Linked DNA regions of Mus musculus: region 2 is linked to region 1. A link is a contact called in public Hi-C data. All regions are on one chromosome and are shown on one strand. Each heading gives the region's core, a stretch centred on a gene start, on an enhancer-like site or on the middle of the called end of the contact. The rest is flanking DNA. Distances are from core to core; before and after follow the strand shown.

Region 1 (6,469 bases), core at 429-2,928:
TTCACATGCTCATCATAGCATGTCCAAGTGCACACACAAATAAATAAAATGTAATTAAAAATAAAAAGCAAACGACTCTACCACTTTATCTTTAATATATGACTAATCTTATCAAGGACACAGACTATACAATGTATCTCATACTGTGAAATAAAACAGGTATATCATAAGCAATATTATGGAAGTTAAGACAAGAAATAATTCTCTATGCTCCAAAGCAGTTAGTATTTTAAGTAAGAGATAAGATCATTCACTATCATTCCATATAATTTCTCTTCAATTTTCTATTCAGGACCATTAAGTAAACCTAAAATTTGAAGTAAGTTTTCTTGTTGCATACACTCAATGTATTCTATATCTATTTTAAAGAGAAAATGATCAAGTTTGAGTTCCACTATCTTAAGAATACAAACTACAGAAATTGCACAGACTAATTATACCATGAACTACTGCTGGTGGGTTCAGTAATTCTGACAAACACTGCTGAAAGAAAACAACACACAGCACAGTATCAAAATGTGCAAGGAAAAAATGAACCATAAATAGAAAGACTAATGTATACTCTAACTTCTACAGGGAACCAAAATGTTAAAATTCACAGAAACAAAGAATAAAATGGTGGGTACTAGAGGCTGGGAGCTAGAGAACTGTAGAAGTTTCAGTTATACAAAAGGAATGAATTGTAGTCACAGATTACACAGCACAAGTAACAATCATTGTAAAAAATGTATTACAGATTTCCAAAAACTAAGAAAAGATTTTAAATGCTCTAGCCGAGAAGAAAAATTTTATATGATGAGCAGGCTAACTAGCCTTGATTTGGTCATCTCACAGTATGCAAACGTATCAAAACCTCATCACAAACAATTATTTTTCAATAAAAGAAAACTTAAAGGTGAAAATAACAGTGGAAAATGAAGTCACACTCATGTTGTGAAATGTTAGCGCAAATCTCTTTGCAACAAAAAGATGTGTTAAGAAATGTCACCTACAGTGTGCATAATCTAAAATTATAGAATATTCGTTCTTTAAGGCAGACATCAAATATTTCTAAGAATCAGACACAGCTGAAAAATACAATTAAAATCATACAGAGAACATTCAGTACTCATGTGCAAAGGCTTCTGTAACAAAAAATAGAAATGATCACATATTGGGGAATTATAAAATAACCCCTCAACAACCTATAAATCAATATTATCACTTTGGAAACAAGACAATATCTGAACCAAATAAATGCTACATATTAGAAGGGGATTGAAGTAATCATTTAGATGGGTGTGGTGGCACACACCTGTCTTCCTAGTACACAGGAGGTAGAGACAAGATCAAGAGAGGCAGAGATAGGCAGATCCTTAGAGCCAGCTGGCTAGTTAGCTAGTAGTCTATCCAAAACAGCCAGGTAGGGTTCTCCTGACCCTATCTCAAGAGAGTAAGGCAAAAAACAACAAAGGAATACACTAGATATTTTGCTCTGGCCTCAATGTGCATGAATGGTACCCCTAAACATCCACTACATAACACACACACACACACACACACACACACACACACACACACACACACACACACAAGGGGAAGGGGAAGGGGAAGGGGAAGGGGAAGGAAAGAGAAGAGATGAGATAGAGGAGGAGACAGTGACTCAGCTAACACTTGCATGTTCCTTAGGTGGTTCATTTGTGAACCATAGCAAATGCATTCTATATGCCTTTACACAGATATTCTGATCTGAGAATGAGACCAAATGAGGTAGATGTTTCATGACATTAAGCTGAAGTTTCTGTTTACTTTGTAAGAATCAAAATAGAAAAATTTTATCCCTTTTCTTCATGACCAAGTCTGAATTAATAGTTGACCTTTCGCCAGCAAACTCAATTTATTTACTCCTAACCCTTCTAATCCAGTAAGCTCTGCAGAATGTCTTGTGTGTCAGACTCTGTCATGTATATTCTATATCTGGACTCGTGTGGTCTGCTGAAGATCATGTGTTTTTTATAGACATTCAGGAAGGAAGATGTCTTGACTACAAACATTACAGAAGTATAAAGGCTGACTGTTGCTGACTGGATAAACTGAAGACTTAAGGTCTCCACAGGTACAGACAACCTTTTGAGAGAAACAGCCTAAAGGCTCAGATATCAGGACTCCTTTGTTGTTTGGCTTTACCATTTATCTAAACAATGTGACATCACTTAGGTTAGGATAGCAGAGAAAACAGCTAGAACTATTAATCTTGCTAGCAACCAGAAAAACAAATACTTATTTTCCTCCAGAAAGAAACAAAAACATCTAAGAAAGCAAGTTGTATATTTACATGAGAGTCTATGAAATACTCATTTGGCTTTCACCCATGTTTCTTGGCTTACAGTTCCCTCCCAGAGGCAGGCCATAGAAACCAGGTTTTTCTCTTCCACCAGGCAGTTTACAAAATTAACCTTTCCTTACCTTTTTTCCTTGAAGGTGGCTATAAATCCTCTGACCCCCTTTCTGATATATAGTTAAGACTCCCACCAAGGATTCTGCGCCCTAATTTTGAGGACATACTTTTGCTAGGTCTCCCTTTCCAGTCTTTGAGAAGTAGATCTGACTTTTTCTGCACAATCTTATTTCTATGTGGCTATCCCAACTTTATCATGCCCATGAAATGATGTCTCTATAAAAACCCCAAAGCAGTGCCATGTGCAGTGGCTCCTGACTTTAATCCCAGCACTTGGGAGGCAGAGACAGGTGGATCTCTGAGTTTGAGGCCAGCCTGGTTACAAAGCAAGTTCCAGGACAGCTCTGAGATACACAGAGAAACTATTAAAAACAAAAACAAACCAAACCAAAACCCCCAAAACATGTTTTAAAAGTTTCTATATAGCTGAACACAGGGAAGACACAGGAGGGTGTCAGGGGAAGTCATAGAGGTTCCTGTTCCTTGGCTTACACATCTCTCAAGCTGAAGCCTTTGTAATATCCTTCTTAACTAAGTAATAAACGTATGTCTTTGAGTTCTATGAGCTATTGAGGCAAAGCAAGTAAACCCTAACAGTGGGATTTAAGAACCTGATCTATAGGTGATTGAGCAGAAAAAAAAAGGGTAAAATAATTTGGGGCTTACAATGTATGATACAGTCGAGATCTGAGCTATCTGCAGGTGGATAGTGTTAGTGAGGAGACACTCAAAAGGTCCACAGTATGGAGTGATTTCTTGTTTGGTCTATGGAGGAAACTCTAATGTTGTGGCTATTTGATCACACTGTGATACCCGAGATTATGTTATTTACTGAAAATACCTGTTTCTAGTTGTGGTGTGGCTTGGCACTTAGCACACACTTCTATTAATCCCTCTGGCTGGAATACAGACATGCCCTTAACACATACATTTAATTCAAACAATAAAAGTAAATTTAGTTTGTAGAAGGAAGCACCCAAGTTTCAAAATGATGTTTAATTGAGTTGCAGACAAAGTGACAATTCAGAGAAAGATCTGACAGATAGGATATGCCCAACTCTCAAGAGAACAGACAGGAAAAAGTCTACTTAAGAGAGCACCACAGAAAAAGAAAGGAGGAAAGAATAGGCAGTTTTGCTGGGACAGATAGGGAGACAGGTTGCAGAGAGAGAGAGAACAAGTTAGACACAGGTAAAGATAGAACAAGCCAAAGAGAATGAGAAGGAGCCAGATTAGAACAGATTGCTAGAGTTAGTTTGAGGTCAGGCAAAGCAATTCAGGACAGGCAGAGAAGCAAGATTGAATCAGTCAGCTTGGAGAAGAGTTTGAGTTGGAACAGCTGAGTTGAATCAGCCAGCTAGTGATCAGAAAGAACTAGAAAGGGTGAGCTTATTCGGCAGCAAGTCTCAGAGGCTGAAAACATTCTAGGCCTAGGTAAGACTGTACAGAGGCTTCCAGGGCTAGGCCTAAGTTAGGTGTAATCCTCGGAGTGGACAATTACAACAGACGTATACAAGTTACTTTTACACCCTACCTCTGATAGCTGACTTTTAGTTAGTTTCAATATCTTTAGAATAGCCAAGACCAAGGAAGAAAAAAACCAACAACAACATGATATTCTCATAAGCTGTTCAGAGTATAATTGGTATAGCCATTTTGGAGAATAATTTGGGGAAATAACTGTTATATTAACAAGTAGAAGAAAACATTTAAAATATATAAACCAGGCTGTTGAAACAATTCAGCAAGTAAAGGGAACTGCTGACAAGCCAGATGATCTGAGTTCCATCTCCAGGACCCATGATACAAGTTATTCTCTAACTTCCATCCATTTGTGGTACATTTGTGCCACCCCAACACACATAATAAATAATATATAATAAAATTAAAAGCATAGCCTTATGGCTCTTGGAATACCTACCAGAAAGCAAACAGGTACACAAAGACAAATGCATTACAAACTATCTAACATTCGGTGGAGAAAAACAATCAATCAGAATGAGAGTAGTCATTACCAGCCTATTTTGGAACGGAGTTGCTTCTCAGTATCCTTGGTGGACTGATTTCTAGACCATCCTTTCAAACACTAGAATTGACAAATGCTCTAGTCTCCTCCAAAATGGAAGAAAATTGTTATATCTGCATATAAGCCATTCACATTTCCTATGTGTTTTGGGTGTGTGTCTGTTTTGCCTGTATGCATGTTATGAGTACCATATGTAAGCTTAGTACCTACAGAATAGAACAGTCTCAGGTCCTCTGGAACCACAGCTATGAATGTTATGTGAGACGCTATGTGGGTGCTGGGAACTGGCTTGCATCCTCTGCAAGAGCAGTAAGTGCACTTAGTCATTACGCTGTCCTTCTAACCTCTTTCCACTGTATTTTAAATCACCTTTAGACGATTTACAAGACCAAACAAAACATAACGCTATGCAAAGGCTGTTAGTGGCATGTAAAGTTGTTTAGGAATGATAACTCGGGGAAAAACAAATCTAATGTCATTTGTTTAATGTATTTTTGCTCCACAGTTGGTTGAATACATGTATACAGAGATCACAGATGCTAAGGTCTAACTGTATTATCCAGAATTTAAAACTCTGAGGTAGATTTGTACATTTAAACCTCAATACATTTCTCAATTTTTTTAAACTAAAAAGCAAGCTTTAGGATGAATATAAAAGATGCCACAAATGTTTAAAGTATAGGAATTTCATAGGTATAGGGGTGTGTGTGTGTGTGTGTGTGTGTGTGTGTGTGTGTGTGTGTGTGTATGTATGTATGTATGTATGTATTCATTCATTCCCTGGGTAAACATCTGGGTTTAGGGGGAAAGATTTACAAGTAGAAAAGCAATATTGCTGTTTTCTAGAAAAAGTCTAGGACTGATGACTCAAAATGAATTTTAGCCAATTTAAAATATATAGATGAACTTAGTCCTTATGGAGAAAGTTATTTGTTTTATCGAAGCAGAATCTTTGTATGCTACACAAGCTGGCATCCAAATCCGCTTTGAGTCTCTCGAGTGTCAGTATTACAGGATCTGCCATACTTGATTCTTTATTTCTATAAATAATCTGAAAACCTTTCATGCTAAAACTGAATGTGTAACATATGTGTGTTCTGTGTACCTATAATGTGGAACATAGTCTTTAACCTGCCCCCTTTAGGAAGTTTTGCTACCATAAGGATACACATTGCAGAGTTTTGATTTTTATGTGGGTTCTTGGGATTGCACGTGTGTCCTCATGTTTGCTGAGCAAGCACTTTACTGCCTGTGGTGGCCTGGTTAAGAATGGATCTCACAGGCTCATATATTTGAATGCTTAGTCACCAGGGAATGGCACTATTTGAAAGGATCAGAAGGAGGAGGAGGAGGCTCGGTTTTGTTAGAAGTAATGTGTTACTGGGGGCGGACTTTGAAGTTTCAAAAGCCTAGTCCAAGACCAGAGTCTCTCTTGTCTATGGATCAGGACGTAGCTCTCAGCTACTGCTCCACTATCTGCCTGCATGCTGCTATGCTCCCTGCCATGATGAGAATGGACCAAACTTCTGAAACTGTAAACAAGGCCCCAATTAAATGATTTCTAATAGTTGCCTTAGTCATGGTGTCTCTTCACAGCAAAAGACTAAGTGACTAAGACACTGACTGAATGATCTAATTCTAAGTCCTCCACATTCTGCTTTTCTACAATGATGAAAAGATTAGTGGATTTCAAAATGGGTTTTTATTATAATGTCTTATGAGGATAATTAATACACATGATATTTATAGTAGTGTGTGAATAAATGTTAACATACAAGCCAAAAAAAAAAAAAAGGAGTTGAAAGTGCCATGAGCTAATACAGCATCAAAATAATTAAAATAAAGCTTGTACAGATGCTGGTGAGGATGTGGAGAAAGAGGAACACTCCCCCATTGCTGATAGGATTGCAAGCCGGTACAACCATTTGGAAATCAGTCTGGCAGAACCTCAGAAAATTGGATATAGTACTACTACCTGAGAACCCAGCTATACTATTCCTGAGCAT
Region 2 (6,542 bases), core at 2,050-4,549, 230 kb before region 1:
CAGTGGCCATTACTAAAAGATGACTGACTGTCTTTAGTGCTTACAGTTGGGTCAGGATGCCTGCTTGTGGCTTCGTGTTTCTGGAAGCAGACTTGAAGTTTCCAATTTCTGAGCAAGATTGCATTGCTAAGGAACCCAGGCTTGTCTGGTTTAAGTCTACTCTTGACGCCTTCCCTGGTCTCCTGAACTCAGAGTAACAGGAAGTGGACTGGGACAGCTTCTGAAGACCCCCCAAAGAGGCTGTCTTCCCCAAGATCTCCATCTCCCCAGGACAGGAAGTGGCTCAGAGTGCGGTCAGAGGGGGATTTGAGTCTCTTGAAACTAGATTTGGTAGTGCCAAATTGGCAGGCTGAGGAATTATTCTGTTATTAAGTCATTATCTTTTCCTGTCCCGGGGATGAGGATTTTCTGTGGCCTGACCACTACCACGATTCCCAATCCCATGTTTTTATTCTTCATCCCGTCCTTTATTTCTAACTAAAGCAGCATCAGTGTTTACCGTGTGAGCCACAAGTAGACCCATTGGGTAGAGCAGGCCAGCCCATTAACCAGAGCCTCAATATGAATCCTGGTGAGGCTCTGGGGACAGGTAGTAAATGAGAGTGTTCTGTGACTTGCTTATTGCCCATGTTCATGTCCAGAGAGGGACATCAAGGAAGATATAATGTGATTTCCCAGACGCTCTGGCATCTTCTATAAGCACCTACCTACTGCGCGTTATTTCCACGGAAGCCGTTGTTTTGCAGAGGAGGAACGGTCTGGGTGGGGCGCCCCTCCTGCTCTTTGTTCTTCCTTCCTGCTGTGCAAATGTGGTGGCAGCAGAAGGGAGGGAAGGCAGACTGCTGATCACCGGGGGCTGCAGTCAGGGAGAGAAGAGCCTGGGTTCTCAGCAGCACCAGGACGTCTACTAGCTCAGACCTGCCATGTTTCAAAAGGGAAGAAAAATAAGTCTCCCACCCCCCTTTAAAAAAAATTTTTTTTGTTTGTTTGTTTTCTGAGGCAGGGTTTCTCTGTGTAGCCCTGGCTGTCTTGGAACTCACTCTGTAGACCAGGCTGGCCTTGAACTGTAGCTTCTTATTCTTTTTTTTTTTTTTAAGATTTATTTATTTATTATATGTAAGTACACTGTAGCTGTCTTCAGATCTCATTACGGGTGGTTGTGAGCCACCATGTGGTTGCTGGGATTTGAACTCAGGACCTCCGGAAGAGCAGTCAGTGCTCTTAACCGCTGAGCCATCTCACCAGCCCCCAACTGTAACTTCTTTTTTTTTTTTTTTTTAAGATTTATTTATTTATTTATTATATGTAAATACACTGTAGCTGTCTTCAGACACTCTAGAAGAGGGCATCAGATCTCACAACGGGTGGTTGTGAGCCACCATGTGGTTGCTGGGATTTGAACTTTGGACCTTCGGAAGAGCAGTCGGGTGCTCTTACCCACTGAGCCATCTCACCAGCCCCCCAACTGTAACTTCTTTTGTTAAACCACTGTTTGGTGGACTTCTGGTTATTCAAAACTAGGCATAGTCTAAAGTAATATTGATAGGTTTAGTAATTTATTCTTCAGTGTAATAGCTCAGATTCTTGTATTTTCACTATAAAAACCATTTGTGAATCCTTATGCTATAGAGTGGCTGTGGTTTGTCTTTCCCAATAGATAATGAACCCCTTGAAGCCAAAGAAACTTTTTTTTAAAATTTTTGTTTATTTTTGAGACAGGGCTCTCTATTATGTAGCTCTGGCTGATCTGGATTTGCCTTATAGACCAGACTGGCCCTGAACTCACAGAGATCCATCTGCCTCCCAAGCGCTGAGACTAAAGGCATACAGCACCACTGCCCGGCTTTGTTTTTTGTTTTTTTGGGTTTTGTTTTGTTTTGTTTTGTTTTTCTCTGAGACAGAGTTTCATTCTATAGCTCTGGCTGTCCTGGAACTTGATATGTAGACCAGGCTAGCCTCAAACTCTGAAAGATCTACCTCCCTCTGTCTGTCTTCTGAGCATTGGAAATAAAGGTGTGAGCCATCATGCCCTGTCCCCTGAATGCACATTCCTTGAATATGAAGGACAGTCCTTAACTATAGTTTAATTATCAAAACTAGGGGATTCATGGAATACCATTGTTTAAATTTTTTCTTTCCTCCTAATAAGGCCCTTTGTTTTTTTGTTTGTTTCTTTGGTGTTTTGTTTTGGTTTTGTTTATTTGTTTTTTGAGACAGGATTTCTCTGTATAACTCTGGCTGTTCTGAAACTCACCCTGTAGACCAGGCTGGCCTCTCAGAGATTTGCCTGCCTCTGCCTCCCGAGTGCTAGGACTAAAGGCACACCCACCACTACCCAGTTAACAATGCCCTTTCTAGTAGGAGGAACCCCTTTCCCCTGTGGTCCAGGGTGCTGCTGAGTTTCCTGAGTCTGGAGCAGTTACTTATCTTTCATCACTACCTCTAAAGATTGTAGGCAGGCTCTGGGAAGAGTGGTTAGGGGGGCATTTGCTCTCTTGTTTGACACAGAATTTCATATAGCCCAGGCTGGCTTAAACTCCCTGGGTAGCTGACTTCTGATTCTCTTTTCTCTACCCTGAGTGCCAGGATTAGAAGTATGTCCCACCACAGCAGCTGGGCTGAGTGAGCACAGGGCCTTGTGCATGGAGGCAGGCACTTTACTAATCCAGGCACATCTCCAACCCTGCTTTTGTTGAGACAGGTTTAACTAGGCTTGTCTGGAACTCATTGTATAGCTCAAACTCTGTTCACAGTGACGGCGATCCTCTTGTCTTATCCTGCAAACTGTTAAGATTACAAATGTGAGCCATCACATTGAGGCTGTGAGGATGGCCTAGCTGGGTCCTGCTCTTCCCAAGAAAGGGGGGTGGGTGATGTATCTCACTGCCTTTTTTCTTTTTAATTGTTTTTCAGTATTGAGTATTAGACCCAGGGCCTTTAAGACAGGGTCTCACCACAGTGCAGACCAGCCATGGCCACGCTATGTACTGCAGGCTGGACTTGAGTGCAGGTCTCACTGCCTTTGCCCATGATTCCTGGGATTATAGGCACACGTCAGCAGATGTGGGCAGTTTTCTCTTTCTCTCTTTTTTTTTCCTTTTCCATTTTTCTGTGTGTATGGGTGCATGTGCACCCCTGAACCTAATAGTGGGAATTGCCCGCCTTCTTTTTTGTTTCATTGAAGCAGGGTTTCTTGGTTCGGCACTCAGTTCCCTGACAAGGCTCATCTTCCTAGGGGATCTGAACTCTTCCTGTAGTAAGCACTTTAACCGATGAGTAATCTCTGAGGCCCCAACGCTGTCTTGCCTAGCAGTCAGCAGTTGGCTGTTCAGCAGTGTGTCTCAGTGGGGACACCACTGTCACTGTGTGTCTCAGTGGAGACACTGCTGTCACTCTGCCATGAAGTATAACCCTCTCTGCCCCAGACTGTCTTTCACACCACAGTTAGCATCCTTGGCTCCTGCCCAGTAAATTTTTGGTAGCATCCCCTAAGTGGTATATCTGAAGACTCCTTCGGTGAGGAGCCATTGTTCTAGGGGACAGGGTGTAGCTCAGTGGTAGAGTATACACTCTGCAGCCTGTGAGGCCCTGGGTTCCCAAGGCCCAGGAACAAGAAGGAAGGGAGGGAAGGAGAAGGGCAGTTGTGGGAGGGGAGGGGAATCATTCTATAAATTTGGAATGTCTGAATTATGAGAGTGATGTCTTGCTTTCTATAAAATTTTTCAAGTATCCAGGCATGGTGTGGTACACCTGTAACCCCATTGTTGGGAAGTGGAGGCTAGAGAATCAAGAGTTCAAGGTTAGCCTCAGCTACATGGGGAGTTCAAGGCTAGCCAGAGCTACATGAGATCCTGTCTCAAAAATCATTCATAGGTGACATTTTTAAAGAGCCATTGACAGATTAGTGTGTTTTTAGCTTAATTCCATTCAGTCATTTATTAGTTGTGTTTAATGAAATGATAAAGGATTTGGTTGTATATGTTTTTTGTAACACGAATGAAGATCGTATTAAATGTTTCCATTTAGACTCACATAGTCACCTCAGACATCAGCTGAAATAAAATGTCTGTAGAATAGTGCATGCTTCCCAAATTACACAACTCACGGTTAGAACTGCTGGGGAGACGGATGTGCCGGCCCCAGGTCTACTTTAAGATAAGTAGTGACTGGAGCTCTAACCGTCTTAACCGCTCATTTCTCTGTTCCTTTTAGAACTGGTCCCCAGGAAAGATCTTCTCACAGAAAATGTGCCGTACTGTGATGCGCCAACCCAGAAGCAGTAAAGCTTCCAGGATAAACCCATCTCTGCTCCTTCCCACTTTAAATACATACCTGGCAACGGTCCTGGACATGCACATGTTTCTCTCTGAAGCGCACGTTGCAAATGAGCGACAGGCTGAGGGCTACAGAGGAGATAGACATGCCTTTCACTGACATGGGCAACTGAAGGCCTGGGGAGGCAGGACGCTCCTCTCTTTCCCTTTGGTAGGTCTTTTGGTCTTCCAAAGCTGTTTGCCAATGAAGCACCTTACCAAATTGGTGACTTTTCATCTCATGGGACATACATAGCTAAATATAAAATGCTACATTAAATTGATGTTTAATCCCCAAAATATTAAGTTGGTAAAAAATTAACATTTTTCTTCCAGCTCTCGTCTAAAAGCAGCCATTGTTTCCCAAAGTCCCGTGGTTATTTTTGCGGCTAACAAATAATTATGTAGTGTATTTCTCTGCATTCTTACAAAGACAACGTTCCCCTTTTTGTTTTGTATGTATGGGTGTTTTGCCTGCTTAAATGTCTATGCACCAGGTGTGTATGCAGTGCCGTGCCTGCAGAGGTCAGGAGAGGGAATTGGATCCCCTGGGACTGGAGTTATAGATGGTCATGAGTTTCCTAGAAGAACAGCCAGTGCTCCAAAGCACTGAGCCATCTCTCTAGCCCCATGTAAAGACATTAGATAGATGAAATATCAAAGTCACTCTGGGTCACTGTAGTGGCCCTCTGTCAGATGGCTTGTGGTCTTTGTAGACTGCTGTGAAATGCTATAGATCTCTCTCTCTCTCTCTCCCTTTCTCCCTCCCTCCCCCCTCCCCACCTCTCTTTTGAGATAGGGTCTCCCTGTGCAGTCCTAGCCTTGAACTCTAAGATCCACTTGCCTCTGCCTCCCCAGTGCTTTACATAATTTGATCTCTAGTGTTCCAAATAAATAATAGTAATAATAACAATTGGATTTTATCAAAGTTAAAAACATTTACATAACGATTAGTGAACAATTATAGATGAAATATCTGTCATATATATGATGATTCTATAAAACATATGTTACCAGGTATGAAAAAAGAGTTATCAGACTATATAAAGGACTTCAAATATTCGAAAGCAAGCAGGGGCTGAGATGGCTCAGAGGTTAAGAACTCCTGCTGCTAGGACCTGAGTTCAGTTCCCAGCACCCTTTCAGGTAACTCGAAGCTGTCACTCCATTTCCAGGGGATCCTGTGCACTCTACTGGCCTCTAAGGGCACTGCATTTACATGTATAGACTCAAACCAACAGTGACACACAGATGCATAATAAAGGAATCGTAAAACAAGCAACTCAACTACAGAGAAGTGATTTCCTGTTTATTGGTGCCTTGCTGCTTTGTGTGTCAGCTTACTACTTGCATGCCTGGTGCCCACAGAGACCCCATAAAGGTTGTCGGATACCTTAGAACTCCTCTCTTACAAAGGGTTGTGAGCCGCCGTATGGGTGCTGGAAATTGAACCTCGGTCATCTGGAACAGTGTTTCTTAACCACTCAGCCATCTCTCCAGTCCCTCAACCCAACTTTAAAAGTAATATTTGAACAGATGCTTCATCAAAAAAGATACATGGAAGCTGTCAGGGTTGCCAGTTTTGGAACCCACAGGATGGAACGAGAGAACCAAATTCTGCAAGTTCGTGCTTCATGCACACACAATCACAGTTTTGAATTTTTTATTTTTTGGTCTTTTGAAACAGGGTTTCTTTGTGTAGCTTTTTCTGTCCTGAACCTCACTCTGCAGACCAGGGTGACCTCAAACTTACAGAGATCTCTGCCTGCCTCTGCCTCCCAAGTGCTGGGATTAAAGGCATGCGCCACCACGACCTAGCTTAAGTTTTCTCTTTTAGATCTTATATTTATTTGTATGAGTGTTTTGCCTTCATGCGTTTTTGTGTGCCACTTGCATCTCTGTTGTATTACAGATGGTTGTCAGCCAACATGTGGGTGCCAGAAATGTCACTAAGGGTCTTGGCAAAAGCACTAAGTGCTCTCAACTGCTGAGCCATCTCTCCAGCCACATTTTTTTTTTTTTTTTTTTTTTGAGACAGGGTTTGTCTGTGCAGCCCTGGCTGTCCTGGAACTCACTTTGTACACCAGGCTGGTCTCGAACTCAGAAATCCGCCTGCCTCTGTCTCCTGAGTGCTGGGATTAAAGGCGTGCACCACCATACCTGGCTACAAATTTTTAAAGATATGCAAATGACAGATATAGTGTGAGAAGTTGCTAGTACATTAACAGG

What was found. A called contact is a pair of places that touch in the nucleus more often than the background predicts.
Region 2: a contact with region 1 is called in a Hi-C map of bone marrow-derived macrophages, with 25 read pairs. The contact joins two enhancer-like sites. A contact is called at or near these places in 1 of 15 datasets of contacts at CTCF or cohesin (CD8 T cells), 2 of 484 Hi-C or Micro-C datasets (bone marrow-derived dendritic cells and bone marrow-derived macrophages), 4 of 115 datasets of contacts at active chromatin or transcription factors (bone marrow-derived dendritic cells, bone marrow-derived macrophages, embryonic stem cells and 1 more) and 4 of 9 other capture datasets (adipose tissue, liver, macrophages and 1 more).

The regions. Positions count from the first base shown.
Region 1 is chr11:54,603,845-54,610,313 of GRCm38.p6, reverse strand. All of the region lies in intron 6 of Rapgef6 (Rap guanine nucleotide exchange factor (GEF) 6), which reads right to left. Among named protein-coding and RNA genes, the nearest start is that of Rapgef6, 84 kb to the right of the region's middle. Within about 2 kb of position 1,678, at least 5 of the 459 cell types and tissues checked have an H3K27ac peak or open chromatin away from gene starts, as enhancers often do. A contact at or near this core is called in bone marrow-derived macrophages, where this site is marked.
Region 2 is chr11:54,838,873-54,845,414 of GRCm38.p6, reverse strand. It overlaps Lyrm7 (LYR motif containing 7), which reads left to right. Exons shown (of 5, transcript NM_029327.5): 5 at 4,213-6,542. The coding sequence ends at 4,283. Among named protein-coding and RNA genes, the nearest start is that of Gm31490, 18 kb to the left of the region's middle. Within about 2 kb of position 3,299, at least 10 of the 459 cell types and tissues checked have an H3K27ac peak or open chromatin away from gene starts, as enhancers often do. A contact at or near this core is called in bone marrow-derived macrophages, where this site is marked.